2 separate regions of the Mus musculus genome follow, and region 2 is linked to region 1. Evidence: chromatin contacts called from public Hi-C data. All regions are on one chromosome and are shown on one strand. Each heading gives the region's core, a stretch centred on a gene start, on an enhancer-like site or on the middle of the called end of the contact. The rest is flanking DNA. Distances are from core to core; before and after follow the strand shown. Region 1 holds the start of Trpm3 (transient receptor potential cation channel, subfamily M, member 3). Region 2 has its middle 94 kb from the start of Trpm3.

Region 1 (2,700 bases), core at 147-2,646:
ACCAGTTTGTGTTTAACAGGGTCAGGGAAACTCAGACAATGGGTCATATTTGGTAACGAGACACCACTTAGCTATTTAGAATTATCTGATCTGTCCACATCAAACCTAACCAGAATACCACCTCCCCCCCCCCCCCCAAAAAAAAAGGAGTGATTTATTCAGGGCTAATCCATCATTCCTCTGTTGCAGCCAGTTCCCTCTATGGTCACTAGTAATTAAATCAGAAGATCATATATAATAGGAAAAGGAGAATTAAGGACTTGTCTTGCCTGGCAAACTTTAATGTGGAACATTCCGTTATGCTCTCCCACCCCCACCCCCAAAGGTTAGCACGTTTTTCTTTTCTAAGCAATATTTCTCCTCCACGCCTTCACACTTTGTGTCCTTCCCTGTCAGGCAGAGGATGAAGGTAGATTCCCAAGGAGTTGTGAGGACTTTTTCAGCATCTTTAATACATTTGCTTCCAGAAACAGGAGCACTGTGGACACAACTAGCAACTGCAGCTCAGGTGTAGTAGGAATCTTTTGTGTAACTCAGAGCTAGATACGGCTTCCTTCCACGGATGCGAAACAATACTTTTCCACACTGACTCCAGTCCAGTGACCAAGAGATAGAAATGACCGTGCCTTTAAAAAGTCACTATGGGATAAGGTCCATTCTTCCTTTGTCTCTACCTGACTGACCACCTAGCCAGGGAGCTTTTAAAATAAGGAGGAGAATCCTTTGTTCTCTCAGGTTCCATTTAAGGGAAAGTGGGTCGAAGGGCTTCCCCAGGGAAAGAAAATGAGCTCTGGAGCCAAATGCAGAAGAGGAAGCGATTTCATGCCCACTATTATTCTCATCCTTCCAAATAAGAGAATCCATTGTTTGGCGGACTAATGGTTAAGAAAGGTGGGGATGCGCACAGGTAGCCCCATCCCTGAGACCGTATCTAATTCCCTAGTGTGGCTCAGGCTATCCTCCAGGCTGCGTGGGGGTGGGGGTGGGGTAGGGGTGTTGGGAACTCTCTCTAGCCATGGGTAATACAAGCCAGAACTGCATGCATTCTCACGCCCCAGAACTGGCGTCCCAGCCCAAGTGCGAAGTTGGGCGTTTCAACCTGAAAAGCAGAGTAAGAGCCATTCAAAGCAGCAAGTTACAGTACCTTGAGAAGTCTGACAGATGGGAGAAAGGCTGCGTGGCATAGCTTCCGGATGGTCCAATTTAGGGGTCGAGAAGCATCAGTCTGATTCATGACCCCTTCCAAATTCCACCGGGAAGACAAGAAACTGCAAATCTGGGCAGTGCCTAGAAAATAAACGGTCCCCCACGGCCCTGGCATCCCATGGTCATCTCCACACCTGCAAATTCCATTAGGGCAGAGGCTTCCTGGAACTTGGGAGTCTAGTCAAGTGGCGTTTCCTGAGCCCCTGAACCTTCTTAAGAAAGCCACCTCCCCTCTTCCTGCAGCCGTGCTCATGCATACCAAATGTGGCCGAATGGAGGCACGCTGCCTGCTGCTTCGGGGAGGGGGATGCTTGATTTCGAAGGAGAGGGACAGCCTGCACAAAACAGCCTGTGGTCGGAGTCAGAGGAGCCTGCTCCAGAATGCGCGCTCCCTCTCCTGCTCTCCTTCTGCAAACACAGGTCAGGCGTTGGGGGGGAACCCGGGCCATTTGCTTTGCTCTCTTGTTTTGGGGGGGAGCCAGGAGGAGAGCAAAAAGGAACAAAAATGAACCCAGAAGGAGAACTTATACTTTTTTGCACAAAGCATCTTTGAGGGGCTGGAAACTGGCGCAGGGGGAGGGGCTAGGACACCGGGAGGGAGAAGGGATGCCTCTGAATGATAAGATAAATGCTTCCTTTTTGATTTGTGTGACATAATAAATTGAGAGCTATCGTAGAATGGATCTATAGTAAAAGGAGATCCCTGCTGTGTTCTGAAGTCTTTTATTAACTATGATTGACAGTCTGCACCCTGATTGATACAAGCAAGCCCCATGTAGATGATAGATGGTCAGAGGCTTAGTCAAACTCGCACATACACACACAGGGAACAAGGAGTTACTCCTGTCACAGAAAGCTGTGCAAAAGAAGACGTTTGTGGCTTACCCTTTCAACAATAGTTGTTTCTATATTGGGGGATATTCCCACAAGATAGACCTTCTCTGCAACAAACTTTAACCCTTAAAGTGCCCTACAGGGTACTGTCCACAAAAAATGGTTTCCTTGAGTGTCCCCCTCTTCTCAATAATTTTTGAAGGAGGCTTTACAAAAGTGTGGCTCCATTGGAGCCAACAGTTTTTAAAGCTCCCATGGTGAAAGGGAACATGAGGGAACTTTTCCATTTAAAGGCAGAATTTGGCCAGTTTCACTTAAAGCAGGGAAGCTCAGGAGGGCTGGGTTAGGGCTGGGGGTGGCCCTTTCACACCTCTTATTTGAACTACCCACTCTCCCCAGACATTAAAGTTTAGTAGTATCACTGACAAAAGACTCTGCCCAGGAGACTCCCCACACCCTTGCCCTTCAAGTGTTTCTGGGGTACTTAAAATTTCCACCTTATTTCCTTTCCAGTGACTGTAGAGATTTTTCATTTTTAATTAACTAGAAGAAATGGGTAACAGACCCCTCCCCTTTCCACTCCTGAGACTACTGTGTATTCTGGGATAAAATCCAGAGGGGTTAGAGCAGATGTGCTATAAGCCTGCCTTTTAGGATCAA
Region 2 (2,700 bases), core at 53-2,552, 94 kb after region 1:
CATATAAACCATGAAGGTCTATATATGGGTGGGGTATTATTGTGTATTATTTTGATGTGTGAACACATGTCACAATATCTAAATCAGGTTAAACTTTAAATATTGCTTTAAATATTTGTGATTTTTATGGTAAAACCTACAAAACCTCTTCAGATTTTTGAAATGTCTAATCTATCCATTTCCACCTACAGTCACCCTCTGTGCAGCAGAAGACCAGGGTCTGTTACCCTGACTGCAACTTGCTGACAGTTGGCTAGCTTTCCCCGTCCCTCCTGACCTTCCACTAAGATTCAGGAGAATGGCCATGTTTTGCCAAAGACTGAATTTCACTGTTCATTTTGTAAATGAACTTCACTTATAGCCCAAAGCACACTTTTTCTCTCTGGATACAATTTGACAATTAAAGTTTCAATATCAAATATTCATTTTCTAGGAAACAGTGGTTTTAAATATATGTAGATACTGTCAGCCACTCAGTTCTTGGTATAGGTAGTTGATGCAAAATTAAAAGGCATACTAGGGTGGGAAGGACTCAGGTTTTAATTTTCAAAGGTGTCATCTACATCAAAAAAAAAAAAACTTGCATCCATCCTTCCACAGGGAAGAGCTTTGATCAATTTAGAAAGTTATACAAATTCCAGGGAACTCTAGAGAACTGCAGTCTTCCAAATTAAATTGAACACAGAAGTCGATGTGAAAAAAATGTGCTTTAAATCTTTGTTAAATGAATCGTAGGTGTTGTTGTTACCATCAGAAATTCTTACAGAGTTTGGGAAAAATGCCAAAGTTTCAAAAACTCTAAAAGACAAAAATTTAGCTGGGCCTTTAAAAATATCACCCCAGGCTGCAGATTTCTCTGCAGCGGAGCGAACGTCTTTTTCTTTAATTCGGGCTGAATGAAATCCCGCTGACCCACTTTTAGATTCACCAGAAAGAAGGTAGCTGCATTGCCGCTGTCCTTTTCTCTTTAATTTTTTATATTACTAATCGGTTGCTACGGCACCAACTGCCCCCAGCTCAGACTGAGTGGTTTACGGCTACAATATATACTTATTATCGCACAATCCCTACTACAGGTCAGGAAGACTAGGCAGCATGACTGGGCGGGGTGTCACTCAAGGTGTGTACTGAGGATGGATCCAGGGTCCTGCGGAGCTGGGGCACTTAGAGGTTGCTCATGAGCGTGCCCACCTGACACGGTCTGCGTTCTTTATAACATTCGAACCTCTATATGAGGCTACAATGTCCTTACAGTGGGGCAGCTGGCTTTCTTCAGAGGCAGTGAGCCATGACAAAACAAGGCAATGCCACAGTGTTTTACGTGACTCAGCCTTGGCAGTCACCTCATTTCCAATCAGTTACAGAGAGGAATACAATTCAGCGTGTGAGGGAGCCATATAAGAGCGGCGGGTGGTGGGGTGGGGGTGCAACAAGATGCACAAACCACTGCTAAAGCTGTCAGGCTAGTGCTGCATACTACACTGGAAGATTCTAAATACCCACATATATTCTTCCCTGACTGCTAGAACAAAGCACTAAAATGGGGCAGGGGAGGCTTAGCGCTTAGACAACAGGACCCGGACCTTACCCCCACCCCACGAGGATTTCATGGTTCTGAACTCTACAAATTCAAGATGAAGCGCTGGCAATGTTAGTTTCTTCTGCAGCCTCTCTTTTGCTTGCTGTGTTTCTTTTCTTCCTGCCTTCACCAGGTCGTTCTTGTATTCCTGTCCGAGTCTTAACCTCCTCCCGATGAGAAAACCTGACACACTAGGGCTTCTCTTAATGTCATTTTAGCTTTGTTCTTGTAAGACTTCATCTCCTATATAGACACATTCCAGGATGCTAAAAGCAATGTGTTCAATGTGTGAGTTTTAAGGACGCACACTTCAAGGCATAGCAGTCTACTTTCCCTCACAGTACGCGTCTTCCATCCTGAGATCTGTAAAACCAAATATTCAGGCTCCTATTTAGATACCCCACATTTTTCCATAAATACTCATCTAATTGGCCATAATAGTGCATAGTTGTAATCCTGGCACTTGGGAAGTGGAGGCAGAAAGACTGGTCCAAGGCTAGCCTTGGCTACAAAAGGATTTTGAAGCCAGCCTGAGCTACATGAGACCTTGCCCCCACCCAAAAAAATCAAACTAACTAAAATAAAACAAACAAACCCTAATAGTAAATAAGCAACTGCCTCAAAGCTATCTATATATAGCTATAGATAGATAGATAGATAGATAGATAGATAGATAGATAGATAGATAGATAGATAGATGATAGCAAGCATAAGGTTTCAGCACAAACTATGTTTTTCTGTATGTGATCTTGCCCCTTGTGTGAAGCCCAATGTAATTCCACGCTGCCTGATCCCCACTCCACTCCAGCCTACATCTTTGTCCTTAATGTCACAGTCTGGTCATCATGCAAGACCCTGGCCCTGGCCCTTTTCTTTGTAGATAGTTTGAGGTACTACTGCAAGATGACTCTGACTCTCTTAAAAATCACCTCGCATCAAAGACCTTCCTGTCCATCATTCTATCAGGACCTCCCCCCTCTGCCCACTTCTTCTTTGTACCGTCCCTGTGGTTTGTCATGGTACAGTCTAAGCTAGTGCTTGAGTCCTAAATTATATTATGAGACCCATTACTTGTTTTTTGCAGCACATACCATAATGTCACAGTGTATCTATATGTGATA

What was found. A called contact is a pair of places that touch in the nucleus more often than the background predicts.
Region 2: a contact with region 1 is called in a Hi-C map of cerebral cortex, with 4 times the contacts expected there. The contact joins the enhancer-like site here to the promoter of Trpm3 in region 1. A contact is called at or near these places in 8 of 484 Hi-C or Micro-C datasets (the G1E-ER4 cell line, the HPC-7 cell line, brain and 4 more), 1 of 115 datasets of contacts at active chromatin or transcription factors (embryonic forebrain) and 2 of 9 other capture datasets (adipose tissue and pancreatic islet).

The regions. Positions count from the first base shown.
Region 1 is chr19:22,446,904-22,449,603 of GRCm38.p6, reverse strand. Trpm3 (transient receptor potential cation channel, subfamily M, member 3) reads right to left here and starts at 1,396. Exons shown (of 26, transcript NM_001362491.1): 1 at 1,145-1,396. The coding sequence starts at 1,321. Gm27151 (predicted gene 27151) reads left to right here and starts at 1,022. Exons shown (of 3, transcript NR_168265.1): 1 at 1,022-1,626.
Region 2 is chr19:22,352,818-22,355,517 of GRCm38.p6, reverse strand. It overlaps a transcript of Trpm3 not described here. Among named protein-coding and RNA genes, the nearest start is that of Trpm3, 94 kb to the left of the region's middle. Within about 2 kb of position 1,302, at least 13 of the 459 cell types and tissues checked have an H3K27ac peak or open chromatin away from gene starts, as enhancers often do. A contact at or near this core is called in brain, cerebral cortex and forebrain, where this site is marked.